4 separate regions of the Mus musculus genome follow, and regions 2, 3 and 4 are each linked to region 1. A link is a contact called in public HiChIP or PLAC-seq data. All regions are on one chromosome and are shown on one strand. The core of a region is the stretch at or near the end of the contact, and the rest is flanking DNA. Distances in the headings are between cores, read along the strand shown.

Evidence for each region. HiChIP or PLAC-seq counts read pairs in DNA pulled down with a chosen protein or histone mark.
Region 2: an H3K27ac HiChIP or PLAC-seq map of embryonic stem cells shows a contact between it and region 1, with 2.7 times the contacts expected there. The contact joins the promoter of Tmem270 here to the promoter of Eif4h in region 1. A contact is called at or near these places in 9 of 39 promoter capture datasets (the 3T3-L1 cell line, cranial neural crest, embryonic stem cells and 5 more), 4 of 484 Hi-C or Micro-C datasets (B cells, cortical neurons, embryonic stem cells and 1 more) and 7 of 115 datasets of contacts at active chromatin or transcription factors (cardiomyocytes, embryonic fibroblasts, embryonic limb bud and 3 more).
Region 3: an H3K27ac HiChIP or PLAC-seq map of extraembryonic endoderm stem cells shows a contact between it and region 1. The contact joins the promoter of Abhd11 here to the promoter of Eif4h in region 1. A contact is called at or near these places in 9 of 39 promoter capture datasets (the C10 cell line, cranial neural crest, frontonasal cranial neural crest and 5 more), 6 of 484 Hi-C or Micro-C datasets (CD4 T cells, cardiomyocytes, embryonic stem cells and 2 more), 10 of 115 datasets of contacts at active chromatin or transcription factors (the 230-238 cell line, embryonic stem cells, extraembryonic endoderm stem cells and 5 more) and 2 of 9 other capture datasets (adipose tissue and pancreatic islet).
Region 4: an H3K4me3 HiChIP or PLAC-seq map of bone marrow-derived macrophages shows a contact between it and region 1, with 2.6 times the contacts expected there. The contact joins the enhancer-like site here to the promoter of Eif4h in region 1. A contact is called at or near these places in 1 of 39 promoter capture datasets (cranial neural crest), 3 of 484 Hi-C or Micro-C datasets (Th1 cells, embryonic stem cells and regulatory T cells), 8 of 115 datasets of contacts at active chromatin or transcription factors (T-cell acute lymphoblastic leukemia, bone marrow-derived macrophages, embryonic stem cells and 5 more) and 4 of 9 other capture datasets (adipose tissue, embryonic stem cells, liver and 1 more).

What each region holds. Positions count from the first base shown.
Region 1 is chr5:134,636,962-134,640,847 of GRCm38.p6, reverse strand. Eif4h (eukaryotic translation initiation factor 4H) reads left to right here and starts at 1,439. Exons shown (of 7, transcript NM_033561.2): 1 at 1,439-1,607. The coding sequence starts at 1,549.
Region 2 is chr5:134,905,400-134,909,303 of GRCm38.p6, reverse strand. It overlaps Tmem270 (transmembrane protein 270), which reads left to right and starts at 2,571. Exons shown (of 3, transcript NM_194065.3): 1 at 2,571-2,676. The coding sequence starts at 2,605.
Region 3 is chr5:135,007,120-135,010,572 of GRCm38.p6, reverse strand. It overlaps Abhd11 (abhydrolase domain containing 11), which reads right to left and starts at 1,274. Exons shown (of 6, transcript NM_145215.2): 1 at 734-1,274; 2 at 456-591. The coding sequence starts at 861.
Region 4 is chr5:134,351,203-134,354,662 of GRCm38.p6, reverse strand. It overlaps the pseudogene Gm7033. Among named protein-coding and RNA genes, the nearest start is that of Gm46925, 4.4 kb to the right of the region's middle. Within about 2 kb of position 1,747, at least 52 of the 459 cell types and tissues checked have an H3K27ac peak or open chromatin away from gene starts, as enhancers often do. A contact at or near this core is called in adipose tissue, bone marrow-derived macrophages, microglia and 1 more, where this site is marked.

The DNA of each region.
Region 1 (3,886 bases), core at 190-2,689:
TTTGTTCTGTAGTTTTGTTTTGTTTTTTTTAAAACATTGTGTCTTTGTGTGTCAGGGGTACAAAAAAGTGCTGTAAAATTCAGAGGTTCTCCTTCTTCTTGGTTTTTCAAGGCAGGGTTTTTCTGTGTATCCCTGGCTGTCCTCGAACTCACTCTGTAGAGCAGGATGGCCTCAAATTCATAGATCCGCCTGCTTCTGCCTCCAGAATGAGGGGAGTAAAGGCCTTTGCTACCACTTCCTAATTTAGGAGTCACTTCTTAGGAGCTGTCCATCTTGGTTGAATTTTTTTTTTTTTTTTTTTTTTTTTTTTTTTGAGACAGGGTCTATGTACCTGGTCCTCCCGCTAGATGTGTGTGTGTGTGTGTGTGTGTGTGTGTGTGTGAGAGAGAGAGAGAGAGAGAGAGAGAGAGAGAGAGAGAGAAAGAGAGAGAGAGACTCATCTTCTACCATGTGGGTCCTGGGGATCAAACTCAGGTCAAGCTTGGTAACAAACATCCTCACTCACTGAGCCCACCTGCCCACCCTTAAAATTTCTTTTTCAGAGCAGACTCCTGCAAAAATAAAACATATCTAATCTCTTATCAGTTCAACTACAAACAGCCTCATCTTCACCACCCCTCCCCAATACCCAGACAGAGAATACAATTTGTTTTGTCTTTATAAGATTTATTTTGTTTTTTATTTATTTTATTTTATTTTGGAGACCAGTCTCAGTCTTCCTAGAGTAGGGATTACAGATATTTACCACCACGTCGTTTGTAGCAGGTCTCAAAAACAAAGATATTTCACTTCGTCTTGTTCACACACACACACACACACACACCATTCTCACTTACAAGCCTTCTGCCCTTGGTCATCTAGGGACCTCTACCTAGAACAGGTTGTCTTCCTTTTAGCTTTACCCAGGGACCATTTGTCCTGAAGAATTGTGCCCAAGTGGGACCAAGTGGGGCAGACCTAGGGCACTTTAATAAATCTAACGTGATACCAGAGATCCCAACATAGTGGCACACTGTCACCCCAGCCCTTGAGAAAGGGAGAGAGCAAAAAACAAAAAAACAAACCCAAAAAAACAAAAAACAAAACTAGGGGTTCAAGGTCATCCTCAGCTACAGCGCCCCAGCTCCAGGCCAGCCTGGGCTCCACAAAACCCAAACTGAATCTAGTGACAATGAGAAAGCAGCGTGCAGGGTGACAGACAACGCCCGAGGGGTAGGTGACCACGGGGCAGGGCGGGGCAAGGACAGTAAGAGGCAACCACGCGTGAAAGCAGCAAGCTAGCACACAATGGGCCTGGGAGGGCAGAGCGTGCGCGCGGCGCCCCGGGGGCCGGCCGCCGCACCACGTGGGCCGCAGAGCGCGCCGGGGCCAGCAGCGGGCCCCGTCGGCCCAAGGCCGGGCGCGGCGGCGCGCGCATGCGTGCGTGCGACTTGCGATCAGGCAGCGCGGCGGACAGCCCCGGTAGCGGGGCGGGCGGGGGGAGGAGGAGTTATATTGCGGGGTCCTTCCTCGCTGGCCCGCTGGTTCCTCAAGGAGCGGAGACGGCAAATGGCGGACTTCGATACCTACGACGATCGGGCCTACAGCAGCTTCGGCGGCGGTAGAGGGTGAGGCGAGCGGGGCGCGGTCAGGCGGGCCAGCGGCTCGGCCGGGGGGAGTGCCGAAAGGTTCGAAGGGGGAGGCGGCCTTGCCGCGCTCACTCGAGACGGGCGGCGGGAAGCGGCCTGAGCAGGCCCGAGGCGAGGCCTGGAAATGGCGCGCTCCGGGAGCGGCTGGCGACGGTTAGGCTGCGGGTCTCTCGCTTGCTCGCGGCGCACATCCTGCCCTCGGCTCCGCGCCGGCCCCGGACCCGGCACCCTGCGGGGCCTCGGTCGGAAAGTTAGATCACAGCGACACCGGAGGGTTTCCCGGGGATACCAGTGCCCGCCCGCCGCGTCCAGCTTTCTCCCCAGCGCGCTCCGGGCTGGGATGCAGCGCGGAAGCGGGCGGCGGCGGCGGAAGCGGCCTGCCCCTCTCCAGGGTCCCCGCTGCCTGGCGGAGCCCCTGGGTCGCTTCTGCGAGAGGCCCGCCGGCAGCGAGAGGGGCGATTTCCCTTCCGATTCGAGTCTGGATGCTGGGACCGTCGGATCCAGCGAGGGAGACAGGGAGCGGGGACCTGAACCAAAACAAATCCACCGTAGTGGGGAGTGTGCGTGGCTCTTTCTCTCTGCCTCCCTGGCGTTTCGAATGCCTTATTGACAGATACTACGTGTCTGCTGGCGGAGATTGTTGATTTCTTCCCAGTTTCTTCCCTGACCTGGGGAATCGCTTTCGCTTCGTTCTGATTCCGGTCAGATAAAGACAACATACTTTAAAACCAGTCCTCCTCCCACCTCCCTAAATCCTTTACTGATGAATAGATAGCTCCTGGTGCATAATTCCAAAAAACGGGCGCCCGGATAGTTTGTGCCCTTTTAAATAACACGTTACCAGCTGGGGTTGTGGCTCAGTCACAGAGCGATTGTCTAGCATATCTTGGATTCAGTCTCCTGCCAAACAATAGAAATAAACAAGCATCAGCCACTTGCTTTTTTTTCTTTTTTTTTTTTAAGCTTATAGGAGTTTTATGGGACAATTTAATCGTCTTGTTTATTTGTCAAGGACACACTTGGCTTTTATCCTTTTTTACAGCAAAGGTGACTTGCCCGGAGAATATCACAATAGTTGTACTGAGGTGTTGGGTTTCCTAGGTGGCTGCCCCCAAAGTGTCTTTTGTTAGGTGAAGAATGATCACCTTTAAATACCTGGGTTTGAGAGTGAGTCACAGTCTTGTTTGGTTGCAGTAGTGTACTGGGTACTCTTCATGCTTTCAGAAGGAGGAAGTTGGGGCTAAGGTGGAGCCACACGTATTTTATTTGCTAATAAAAATAAAAATAGGTGTTGGATGAAATGTTAGCATGAATACCCTTGGGGATGGCTTTCTAGGTATGGGATTTGTACTAACGTCCCATTGGGTTGTTTTTTTTGTTTTAAAGATAGAGTCTTGGTGTGTATGTAATTCTGGCCAACTTGGAACACGCCATGCAGACCAGGTGAATTCAGCCCACCTCTGCCTTCCCAGTGGTGGGATTAGAGGCCTGAGCCGGCATGCTCAGTTTGGGTTGGGTTGTTTTTCTCTACTTGAAAGAAGTAAATGTGCTCAGGGGCTCTTTTTTTCCTACTCGAATCCTCATACTGTAGAGAGGTTGAGGCAGGAGAAACCCAAGTTTCAGACAGCCTGGACTACATAGTGAGGTCTTATCTCAAAGGGGAAGAAAACGCCTTTGAACAAACTTCCCAACCTTTGATGATGATGGAAAGGTCATTAGACTTAGCACATGCCACAAATGAGACCCTTGAATAACTTTAAAACATTAGAAAAAAATTCAAATCTCTCAAGATGCAACTTATTTGAAATACTTATAGGCAGATGAAAATGTTAGCCATTTACCTAGATGATCTCTCAAAGCTAATTTGAGATTCTTAACTTTTGGTTTTTCGATACAGGGTTTCTCTATGTAGCCCTCCCTGACTGTCCTGGGACTCACTGTGTAGACCAAGCTGGCCTTGAACTCAGAAATCCTCCTGCCTCTGCCTCCCAAGTGCTGGGATTAAAGGCGTGCTCGTGCGCCACCAAGCCTGGCGATTCTTAACACTCCTTTAAGCATCCCTTAAAGATGTTCTGAAAAGGGCTGGTGAGATGGCTCAGTGGGTAAGAGCACCCGACTGTTCTTCCAAAGGTCCAGAGTTCAAATCCCAGCAACCACATGGTGGCTCACAGCCATCTGTAACAAGATCTGACTCCCTCTTCTGGAGTGTCTGAAGACAGCTACAGTGTACTTACATATAATAAATAAATAAATCTTTA
Region 2 (3,904 bases), core at 1,322-3,821, 270 kb before region 1:
GGGTGTGTCAGAACTCCTAGGGGTCAAGCTGTAGCTGGGTGTGATTGGGGTGGGGAGTGTTGGAGCACAAGGTCCACTCCCGGGTGCAAGTGCAAACCAGGATTGTGTCCCTGGTTGGGTGGGAGTTCCTGAGTCCCCTGAGCCTGGCAAACATATATTAATGCTGTCACACTACAGGTAGCTCCTTGGAGCTTTCTCTTTTCACTTAATCTTGTTTTCCAGACTTTTCTACGTCAACCCGAACAGATTTCATTTATTCCAGCCAACCTTAAGTCATCCCTCAAAGGGAGTTTCCAATTTTATTTATCCATCTCTTTACTGATGGAAAGACCCGTCTGCAGCTCTGCACTTATCTTTACTCACGAGCAGACGTTTCCGTAAGGGGTCCTTTTGCCAATGGGGGTTGTGAAGTAGGATCAGTAGAAATTAGAGCAAATGTATGGAAGGTTGAATCTTCCAGCCCCCTCCCTGGGGGATTCTAGGCAGGAGCTCTACCACTGAGCCAACCATTCAGCTCTTGGTCTATTTCTAGTTTTAGTTGTCCATGTGTTCATGGGCAGCATTTGCATGATCATTTCCTGTATGGATCTTTAAGATCCTGCATCAGGCTCTGGGCTCTGCATAAATTTCAATTTGCCCTGTAAAGTCACTGGTGCACGATGTGCCCTGATTCTTTTGTTTTTTGCTAAGGAAGGGGAGATAGCATCTTGGTGTGTCTTTGATTCACATTTCCCCCTGACTACTAATGAGACTGGACTATGTTTGCACAAACCTCATGGCTCTTTTGGTTCCTTTTGTTAACTTTCTTTGCTTCTGTGCTTCATCAGGTCCTTTGTTTTAAAAAAAATTTTTAAGCTTCTCTTTCTTTTTCTTCCTCCCTCTTTCCCTCCCTCTCTCCCTTCCTTCTTTTCTTTTCTTCTTTCTTCCTGTGGTGTGAGTGCACACATGACAAGGGTCTTGCCTGTGGAGGCCAGAAGACAACTTGGGGCAATAGTTTCTACTTTTCCACCATGTGTGTTCTGGGGATGGGGCTAAACTGATCAGGGTTGGTGTTAAGTTCTTTAACCTCCACCTCTGATCTCTTTCTTTTCTTTTCTTGTTTTTCTTTTCTGTGTTGGACGTGGAACTCAGTCTTGCACCTGTTAGCCACGTACTTTACCACCTCCAAATTCCAGCAGAATCGATTCTCTCCTTATACTGTGTGTATCTCTGGTCTGGGGCCAAACTCAGGTCAACAGTCTTGACAGCAAGTGCTTTACCAACTGGCCAGGTATTTGATTTCTTTTCCTTTTCTTTCTTTTTGAGACAGGGTCGGTCTCTCTCTCTCTCTCTCAACCTCTCTCTCTCTCCCTCCCTCCCTCCCTCTCATTTTTTCAAGGCAAGGTTTCTCTGTGTAGCCCTGGCTGTCTTGGAACTCACTATGTAGACCAGGCTGGTTTTGAACCCAGAGATCCACCTGCCACTGCCTCCCGAGTATTAATGGCATGTGAACTTACATATAATAAATAAATAAATCTTTTTTTTTTAAATCCAGCTTTTTCCAAGCCACAGAAATTAAAAAAAAAAAAAGTCACGTTAAAAAACTGGAAATAGCAGGACGCGGGGCAGAAGACTCGGAAGTTTGCCTTAGAGACACGGAGAAATGGAGGCCAGGTGGGGTTGCATGGCTTGCAAAGCCCCGTTTTCAATCCCGAGTTCTGCACATATTAACAAGAGGGTTAAATAAAAGGAAGACTGTGAGTCTCATTATCTCCGGGTGGTTCCCTTCTTGTAACCCAGGCATTGACTGGAAATGCACAGGGAGCTCTCTCAGGTGTTTCCAGGAGGTTGTTACCAGGAAATCAGCCTTGCAAAATGAGAAACTTTATCCTGCCTGTCAAGCGCCCTGCTCGCCCCTGCGGTGTCTTCTGCCCTCACGCGACCGCATCGCGGTACTGCACCTGCTCGGAGCTCTTTTAGGTCTTGTTCTGGGGATGTGAGCACGCTTCTCCAGGGAGGAAAGCAGAATGGCGCCCCCTGGCGTGGTGCAAGGCAGCGTACACTGATTCCTTTGTACTCCCAGCTGGTCATCCCTGCTCCTCTGAATGGGGAAACTGCAAGACTGCACACTGGTTCTTCAGCCTGAAACTGATGGGGAGAGGGAAGGGACAGAGAAAGAGGCCTGGGGGGGGGGCGGTGAGGACAGAGGGGTCTCAGTTGAGGATGCTAAACTGAGGCTTCTCCTATGGCAACACTGCTACCCTTGCGGTCCAACTTGGAAAGTAAGGCCATAGAGAGCCCATCTCCTCCCTCCTTCATTTTGTTCTTCTTTCTCTACATCCCTATCTCCCTACCACTCAACCCCCACATCTGGCGGTAAACTAGGCGATTCTGAAATGGGCTCTGAGTTTTTTCCCGATAGTAGGTAGACAATTGATCCTAAGGCTAGACATCTGTGATGACCATGGAGCCAGACTTGACCTCAGAGGAGCAGGTAAAGGGAGCTATGGCAAAGGGTAGTGTGTCATGTGGCAACTGGGTCCCCATGGCAACTGGACCCCCACCCTGTGGCATCTGTGAGGTCACCCTGCCTCTCCTGGCTGGAGGAATGGGTGGAGGCCAGACATGGAGGCCGCTCCCCGGGTCAGATCTGGCCTTCTCAGAATTCTTCTGCGGGCTGGGAGGCTCTCTGCACTGGTAAGCAGGGTATGGAGAGGGGACCTGGAGAGATTCAGCCATTCCCAGCCACCAAGGAATAAACAGTCAAGTCCTGAGAGCCCCATCTCCCAAGTGCTGTGGCATAGCTGTCTATCCGCAATCTTGTTTCCTTCTCCTCCTCTCCCCCTTCCTTTCTCTTCTCTCTTCCGTGTGTATGTGTGTGTGTGTGTGTGTGTGTGTGTGTTTAAGATAAGGGTCTATTATGTAGCCCTGGTGTCCTGGTACTTTCTATGTAGACCAGGCTAACCTTGAACTCAGAGATTTGCCTGCCTCTGCCTCCCCTGTGCTGAGACTAAAGATGTACATTATTATTCCTAGCCCTTCATTTCTTTCCCTTAAAAAGATTATATATTTATGTCTATAAATAGTGTGTGTGTGTGTGTCCTCTCCTTCCACCATGTGGGTCCTGGGGATTGAACTCAGGCCGCAGGCTTGGCAGACAGTGCCTTTACCTGTTGAGCAATCTCATTGGCCTACATTCCCTTTCCTTTCCTCACCCCTGCCCTTCTCCCTCCCTGGCCTCCTCTCTTTCTTTCTCTCCTTTCTGTTTAGTGTGCATGTATGTGGGTGTGGGTATGATGTATATACATGTGTGTAAATGCCTGTGTGTGCACATAGAAGCCAGAGGAGGGTGCTCTCTCTTTCCCTCTCTTTCCCTTCTCCCTCCCTCCCCCCTCCCTCTCCCTTATTTCTTTGATTCTTGGAACTTGGAGTTGATACATTTGTTTATTCATTTTATTTTGTCCAGCAGCTTTGCAAGCCACAGATATCCTCCTGTCTTCAAAAATACCTTCAGTACTGAGGTTGCATGCATGCACTGGGCCACGTGTGTCCTGAGTCATACATGCACTGGGCCACGTGTGTCCTGAGTCATACATGCTGGGCCATGTGTGTCCTGAGCCATACATGCACTGGGCCACGTGTGTCCTGAGCCATACATGCACTGGGCCATGTGTGTCCTGAGGCATACATGCACTGGGCCATGTGTGTCCTGAGCCATACATGCACTGGGCCTTGTGTGTCCTGAGGCATACATGCACTGGGCCACGTGTGTCCTGAGGCATACATGCACTGGGCCATGTGTGTCCTGAGCCATACGTGCACTGGACCATGTGTGTCCTGAGGCATACATGCTGGGCCACGTGTGTCCTGAGGCATACATGCACTGGGCCATGTGTGTCCTGAGCCATACATGCACTGGGTAATG
Region 3 (3,453 bases), core at 25-2,524, 370 kb before region 1:
TGCAGACCAAAGGAGGATCAGAGTAGTCAGGGAGCAAATGGCTTAAATGGCTGGGTTAACAGGAAAGAGACGCTGGGGGACGGGAAGCCTCTGGACTGGAAAGGTTTATAGTAAGGGGTCGGGGGTAACAAGAGCAGAGAGCTGCCACTCGTACTGAGTAAGCCAGGAGGCTAGAGTGTGCTTTGGCATGCTAGTAGGTGCCACAAAATTGTCCCAAGTTTCTTTGGGACCTGACAAAGAGACCTGTTATGTCTCAGTAACATAAATGGACTAACTGTGGGGCATCTTACAGGACCAGGCCTCTTCATAGATGTTTTACGGTTTACTGGGCACTGAAACTTTCCATTTTCAGGTCACCAAGAGCCCAGACCTGAGTGATTGAAACTAGGTCCACTGCCCTCAGCCTTACCCCTTAGCCCCCGCCCACCCATGCACCGCCCCATCCGGAAGCTCACCCTCCGGCCAGTCCTCTGAACCATTGCCTTGGCGAGGGAGTTGAAGTTGGTTTTGCTGCCGAAGAGCCCATGCAAAAAGACGATGGCTGGGAGTGTCGCGTCTCCATCTAGAAGATTATAAGACAGCGGCAGCGGCCTGGAAGGTGGGGGCCACCATGGAGTAAGGGGGAGGAGAGAGTGAAAGAAAAAAGGGGCGAGGCCAAAGGAGAGGCGGGGCCAGCTAAGCCGCGTGCGAAGTGGACCAGTGGAGAACAACCCTCCCAGTGCCCTTGGCTGACCTCAGATCGGCGTTTTCTTGGCCACTACTGCGGCTGCTACAGAACGTGACAGGAACCGCCAAACGCCTGGGAGAGGAGGCACCGAGTACCCCACGGGGGACCCTCCACGCTCGCGCCCAGCGGAGCATGCCCACAGCCCGCAAAGTGTGCTTCCTAGGGCTGTCCTGCGCACGCTCCGCCTTTCAGAGCCCTGTCTATTCCAACTAGGGCTCCGCCTTTTCCCCCGCCCCCCCCCCATCGAGGCGCCACTTTAGGCCACGTGGTCTAATGTATTCCCGGAGTCAGTTCAGCCCCCTCCCAAAGCAGAAGCTTCTTGGACGCAGCCGCTAGACGACCCCAGCCCTTGCACGTTACACATTTCCTGCAGCCACTTTGAGCCTGGTCTGTAGGACTAGCTGGCTTGGTAACAGGCTGGGCGTAGCCATACAGCGCTAGCCCTGCCCCCTTGCGCCACTACGCAATTCCTACAGACGCTGTGAGCCGCTTAGAGACCAGTTCCCGACCAGGACCAGGGAAGCGCTACGTGGGACTGGTCCCTCCTCTGGGACAATATACAATCCCCTTTAGATCTGTGAGCCCCTGCCACGCCCTGGACGGGGTCACCAACTGGCTTGTTCTTCGCACCGTCACTCAACCGTCGTAGCCACTGCCAGGCACCCGGACGTAGGCTTCTTAGCCACACCTTGCGGAGCCACCGGGGACTCTGGGACCGCCTCCTGCATCATTACGTAATTCCCACTTTGCATGCATCTGCGAGTTCAGTTCCTTGGCCACGCCCTATCGTAGGCGGGGCTGTAAGAGGCCCTTGCACGGTTTCGCAACATTTTAAACTGCTCTAGCTCCCGGAATTGGACTCCTTGACCACGCCTTGGGCGGAGCTACCCGATTGTGGCACCGGCTTTTGCGCCATTACGTAATCCTGCCGGGTTCTGTGCACACTTCCCTGAACCCCTTGACAACGTCGTAGGCCACGCCTCTTCTTTTAAGAGCTTCTTAGTCTTCTAGTGTTTCCCTACTGGCGATCAGAGGTCCTCAGTTCGAGGCGCAAGTGTGGGGCGTGTCCCTAGCAAACTGAGAAGTCCTTTCTCGGCTGGCGAGCGGACCCCACCTGGCCTGCTCCTCTGTCCTCAGGCACCGCCCTGGGTGGGTACCATGCTCTCTGTGCCTCCGGCATGGTCAGGAGGCGCCAGGAGTGATTCTTGTTCCAGCTCCCGCCAGCTCTCTGGCGCCTTGCTCCGTAGTTGGGAGCCCTGTCAGGCTCCCCAGAGCACGAGTGCTTTGTCTCTCTGTCTCCTCACAGGAAACACCTAGGAGGAAGGGGCTTTCGCTCGATCTCCTCACTTAATCGATTAACTGAGGTGCAGAAAGGGCAAAGGATTGGGCCAACAGGCAGAACCAGAGTCTTAGTCCAGTCTTCCGTTCCTGGTCCAGGTCAATTTGAAAAACCAGGATTAAACCCTTAGCCAGGGATTTGTACTGTAGTTACCTGCACTGAATAGAGATGGCTCCGGGCCAGGTGTAGTGGCTACAATTTTAATCCCACACATTGGTGGCAGAGGCAAGCGGTTCTCTATGAGTTCAAGGCCAGCCTTGTATATAAGAGTCCAAGAACATCTAGAAATGCATAGAAAAACTCTGTCTCAAAAAAGAAAAAAGGAAGGAAGAAAGAGCCCTCATTAACAACCCGCCATTAGCAGAGAGTGGCAACCCTCTGCCCAGACTGCACCGCATTCTGCACCCATTTCCCCCAGAAAGCCTGCCCCCTGCTGTCTCCCCTCATAGTCTAGGGAAAGTCCCCGCAGCCCTCTTCTGCTGCGGTCCATCCTTTAGCAGTTCCGGAGCTGGTTTGGTCATAGCAAACACATCTGCTGGGGCGCCTTCAGGACTCCTTGTTACTGAAGTAGCACTTCAAACCCTCCAGAGTCCTTCCCAGCATCCTCAGCCGGGCACCAAGCCTCTGGCTCTTAGGTCCCTTTTGTTCTTTGTCAGCGCTGGTGGCCTTCGGTGCCACTAGTTGCCTAGACACACACACACACACACACACACACACACACACAGATTTATTTATTTTGCTTTATGTGTCTGAGTGTTTGCTTGAATGTATGTCTGTGTACCACGCCTGTACCTTGTGCCTTCAGAGTTGAGAGGAGGGCATAGGATCTCCTGGAACTGGAATTGCAGGTGGTTGTGAGCCACCCTGTGGGTCCTGGGGACCATACTCCAGCAAGAACATCATGTGCTCTTAATTCCTGAGTCTCCAACCTGTCTTGGTTTTGAGACAGGGTCTCTTTATTATACAGCTCTGACTGCCCTGGAACTCACTATGTAGACCAGGCTGGCCTCAAGCTCACAGAGATTCATTTGCCTCTGTCTCCAGAGTGCTGAGATCAAAGATACGTGCCTACACCTGACAACTGGTTTATGGTTGTTGTTTGTTTGTTTTGCTTGATTTTAGACAAGATCTTATGTATCCTAGGCTGGCCTTGAACTCCTGATCCTCCTGCCTCCATCTCCCAGATTCTGGAACCCCAGATGTTCCTTTTTGATTGTTTTTGTTCTGTTTTGAGACAGGATATCAGTATGCAACCCAAGGTGCCCTCACATGTGTGTGTCGGTCCAGAGCTTATGCATGATCCTGTTGCATGATCCACACTGAGTGTCCAAGCCTGCATCACCACACCTGCCTGCCTTAGATTATCTTTCTATGGTTATCTATTGAA
Region 4 (3,460 bases), core at 498-2,997, 290 kb after region 1:
TCCTCATCATAGTCTTCTTCATCTTCATCTTCCTCAGGAGATGTATGCCCTGTTCCATCAACTTGCAGCACCAACGGAGCTTGCTGTTGGGCAGGCTGGGCCTGTGGCTGCTGCTGTCCAGCTTGTGCCGGGGCGGGTGCTGCCACTGTTGGTAGGACTGACCTGGGTCTTATTTCCTGTAAATAAGATTTGCTGTGTTTGAATGATGACACGCATCTGTAGTGACATCCCTCCAGGAAGTGGGGCTAGGACCTGCTGGATAACAGGTACTTGGACTCCACCAGGCTGCATTTGTGGTATAACTTGTTGTAGAACAACTGACTGCTGAGGCTGAAAGATAGACTGGGCACCATTGGCTGCTCTGACCACCTGAAGCAGCTGGCCTGAATTGGTTAGTATCTGTTGAACAGGAGGTAAGCCTGCAGGAAGTGCCAAGGTAGCAACTGTAGCAACAGCACTGGGAATACTTGATGCATTCATATGTTGTATCAACTTAGAATCGGAAACATTAACTTGTGGTGCCATAGCTTGCTGTGATGCAGGAATAAGAATCTTTTGGTTCCGTGCTTGCTGATGCTGTGCTGGCTGATGGTGGTGGAGATGCGATGCTGATGCTGATGCTGGGCTCGCTGATGGTGGTGGAGATGCTGCTGCTGAACTTGCAACAAAAGCTGCTCTTCTTCCAAATGAAATCCGTCTACTGCCCTAGACTGCATTAGTTTATTCTCCCACAGTGATTTTAGTTCCATCAGGAACTGTTCCTCCACTCCATCATCCAGAAAAATGTCTCGAACATCATTAATAACATCTTCAATCACAGATCTATACAATTTAGGCGCGGTGTTTGTGTTTGCCGAGTTCGCCATTTCCACACACAACACAAACGGGGGAACGAGATATAAAGAAAAAAAAGAAAGAAAGAGGGGGAGGGAGGGAGGAAGGAAGGAAGGAAGGAAAGAAGGAAGGAAGGAAGAAGAAAGAGGAAGGAAGAAAGGAAGGAAGGAAAGGAAGAAAGAGAAAGAAAGAAAAAAAACTGAGACCGGGAGGGTGACCCAAGTCACCCACAAGAGTGGGGCAAAAATTTCTCAACAAATCCTATCCAGAAAGAGTAAGAAGCAGGAGACCAGGAGGAGGGGGACACTCTTCCCACAGCTAAAAACCTCCAGAATCGCCTAAAGAAAAAAAAAATCAGCCATGACCCCTTAGGGGGATAGGGAGCGTCACCAGCTCCCCACTCACCCACTGAGGGGGGAAACAAACACCAGTCACTGCTCCCACCCCACCACTGCCACCACCTGCTGCAGCTCCAGCAAAATCAATGCTCTTAACAGCTAAGCCATCTCCTCAGGCCTAAAATTAGACACATCACCACCACCACCACTGCTGCCTAGCTTTTTTTTTTTTTCTTTCCTGAAACCATATGTTAAAACAAAATGTCCTAGAAAGGAGAGAGAAATAATGCTGGGCAGTGGTGGCGCACACCTTTAATCCCAGCACCTGTGAAGCAGAGGTAGGCAGATTTCTGAGTTCGAGGCCAGCCTGGTCTACAGAGTGAGTTCCAGGACAGCCAGGGCTACACAGAGAAACCCTGTCTCAAGTTCCGCCCCCCCCACAAAAAAAAGGAGAAATACCATGTTATCTTTATGTCCACACTAGAAAATGCTGACTGTACTGGACTTCTTGACCCTCAGCCTCTGCCAAAGCTCTCAGTGGAGACACACACACACACAGCCCCAGCCCTGTCACAGGAATGCTTCCTCTTCTTGTATCCCTTTCATGTTCTTGTCTGAGCCTTACATGCTGGTTATTGGAAAGGAGAACAGGAAGACTCCAGGACCTGGCTCTGATTCTCCGGTCAGAATGAGTGCTCTGGCAAGGACGGACAGACAGACAGACAGACAGACAGACCAGTCCAGATACTTCTCCCAGGCCTGCGGGATGGCTCTGCATCCCAGCTGGAAGAGAGGCCCTGTTCCAGACATCTGGATCAGCTTCCTCCTAGAAAGCTGTTACAAGCCACAAAGTTGGCACACCCCTGTGAACTGTCCCCTCCCTGCCCCCTCTGGTACCCAGCCACCACCACACATACCAGTCAGCTCCCAGCTGGCCTTCTTTTCCACACCACACTGGGACACTCACTCTTTTCTCTGTCTGGCTTCTCTGCATTTGGGTGGAGAGGCTCGACGGACAGGGTCTCATGTAGTCTAGGCTGGCCTCAACTTCTTTTTTTGAGGGTTGAGGGGGGGTTGGAGACAGGGTTTTTTTCATGTAGCCCTGGCTGTCCTGAAACTCACTCTGTAGACCAGGCTGGCCTCGAACTCAGAAATCCACCTGCCTCTGCCTCCACAGTGCTGTGATTAAAGGCTTGCGCCACCACTGCCCGGGCTGGCCTCAACTTCTTATGTTGCTGAAGATGACCTTGAACTCAAGGTCTTCCAGTGTCCACCTCCCAAATGCTGGAGTCGCAGGCTTTCAGAACCCCACACTCATCCCTCTTTCTCCTCAAGCTCCAAGGCTCTATCATGGACCACCATCCTATTTACAGGGAACTAACTCCTCCAATGGGGATGGCTGGCCCATGGTGTGCCTACAGTCCCAGCTACCTAGAAGGCTGAGGCAGGAGGATCTTTAGTTGAAAACCTGATGAACTCATTCCAAGACCCTGTGGCACCTGCCACCCGGCATTTGGGACCAAGGCTAGAGGACAAATTCAAGGTCATTCTCCTTTTCTTTTTTTTTCTTTTTAAGATTTATTTATTCTATGTGAGTACACTGTAGCTGTCCTCAGACACACCAGAAGAGGGCGTCAGACCCCATTATAGATGGTCGTGAGCCACCATGTGGTTGCTTGGATTTGAACTCAGGACCTTAACCACTGAGCCATCTCTCCAGCCCCCAAGGTCATTCTCCTTTACATAGCAAGTTGGGAGGCTAGCCTGGGCTACATAAGACCCTTTCTCAGAAACAAAAAACAGACTTTGGGTGTGGTGTATCTGTGGTGAGTTTGAGGTCAACCTGGTCTACACAGAGAAACCCTGAACTGGAAGGAAACAAAACAAAAACATGGGGCAGGGCAGACAGAAGGTCCAGCCTAGCCATTTCGGTGTGTCCATTTGCAACAGTGCCACGCTTACTTCCCTGTACCCATGTCCCGTGGCTCATAACTGCCTGTAACTCCAGCCCAACAGGTGAATGGACTGTACATTTCTAAACACACACACACACACAATTTAGGGTAATAAAAATAAATCTTTTTTTAAATGTAAAAAACCCTTAGATCAACTCTAGATGCAGCAGCAGGCAAAAATCTCAGTCTGGGAGCCTTCATAGTGAGACCCCGCCTCAATAAACAAACCCTTTAAAGGAGGGCTTCAACCACCTACTCTACAACCCACCCCCACCCCACCCCCGTGAGGAGCTGGGGCGTGGCTCAGGATACTATATAACCAAAGCCACATTT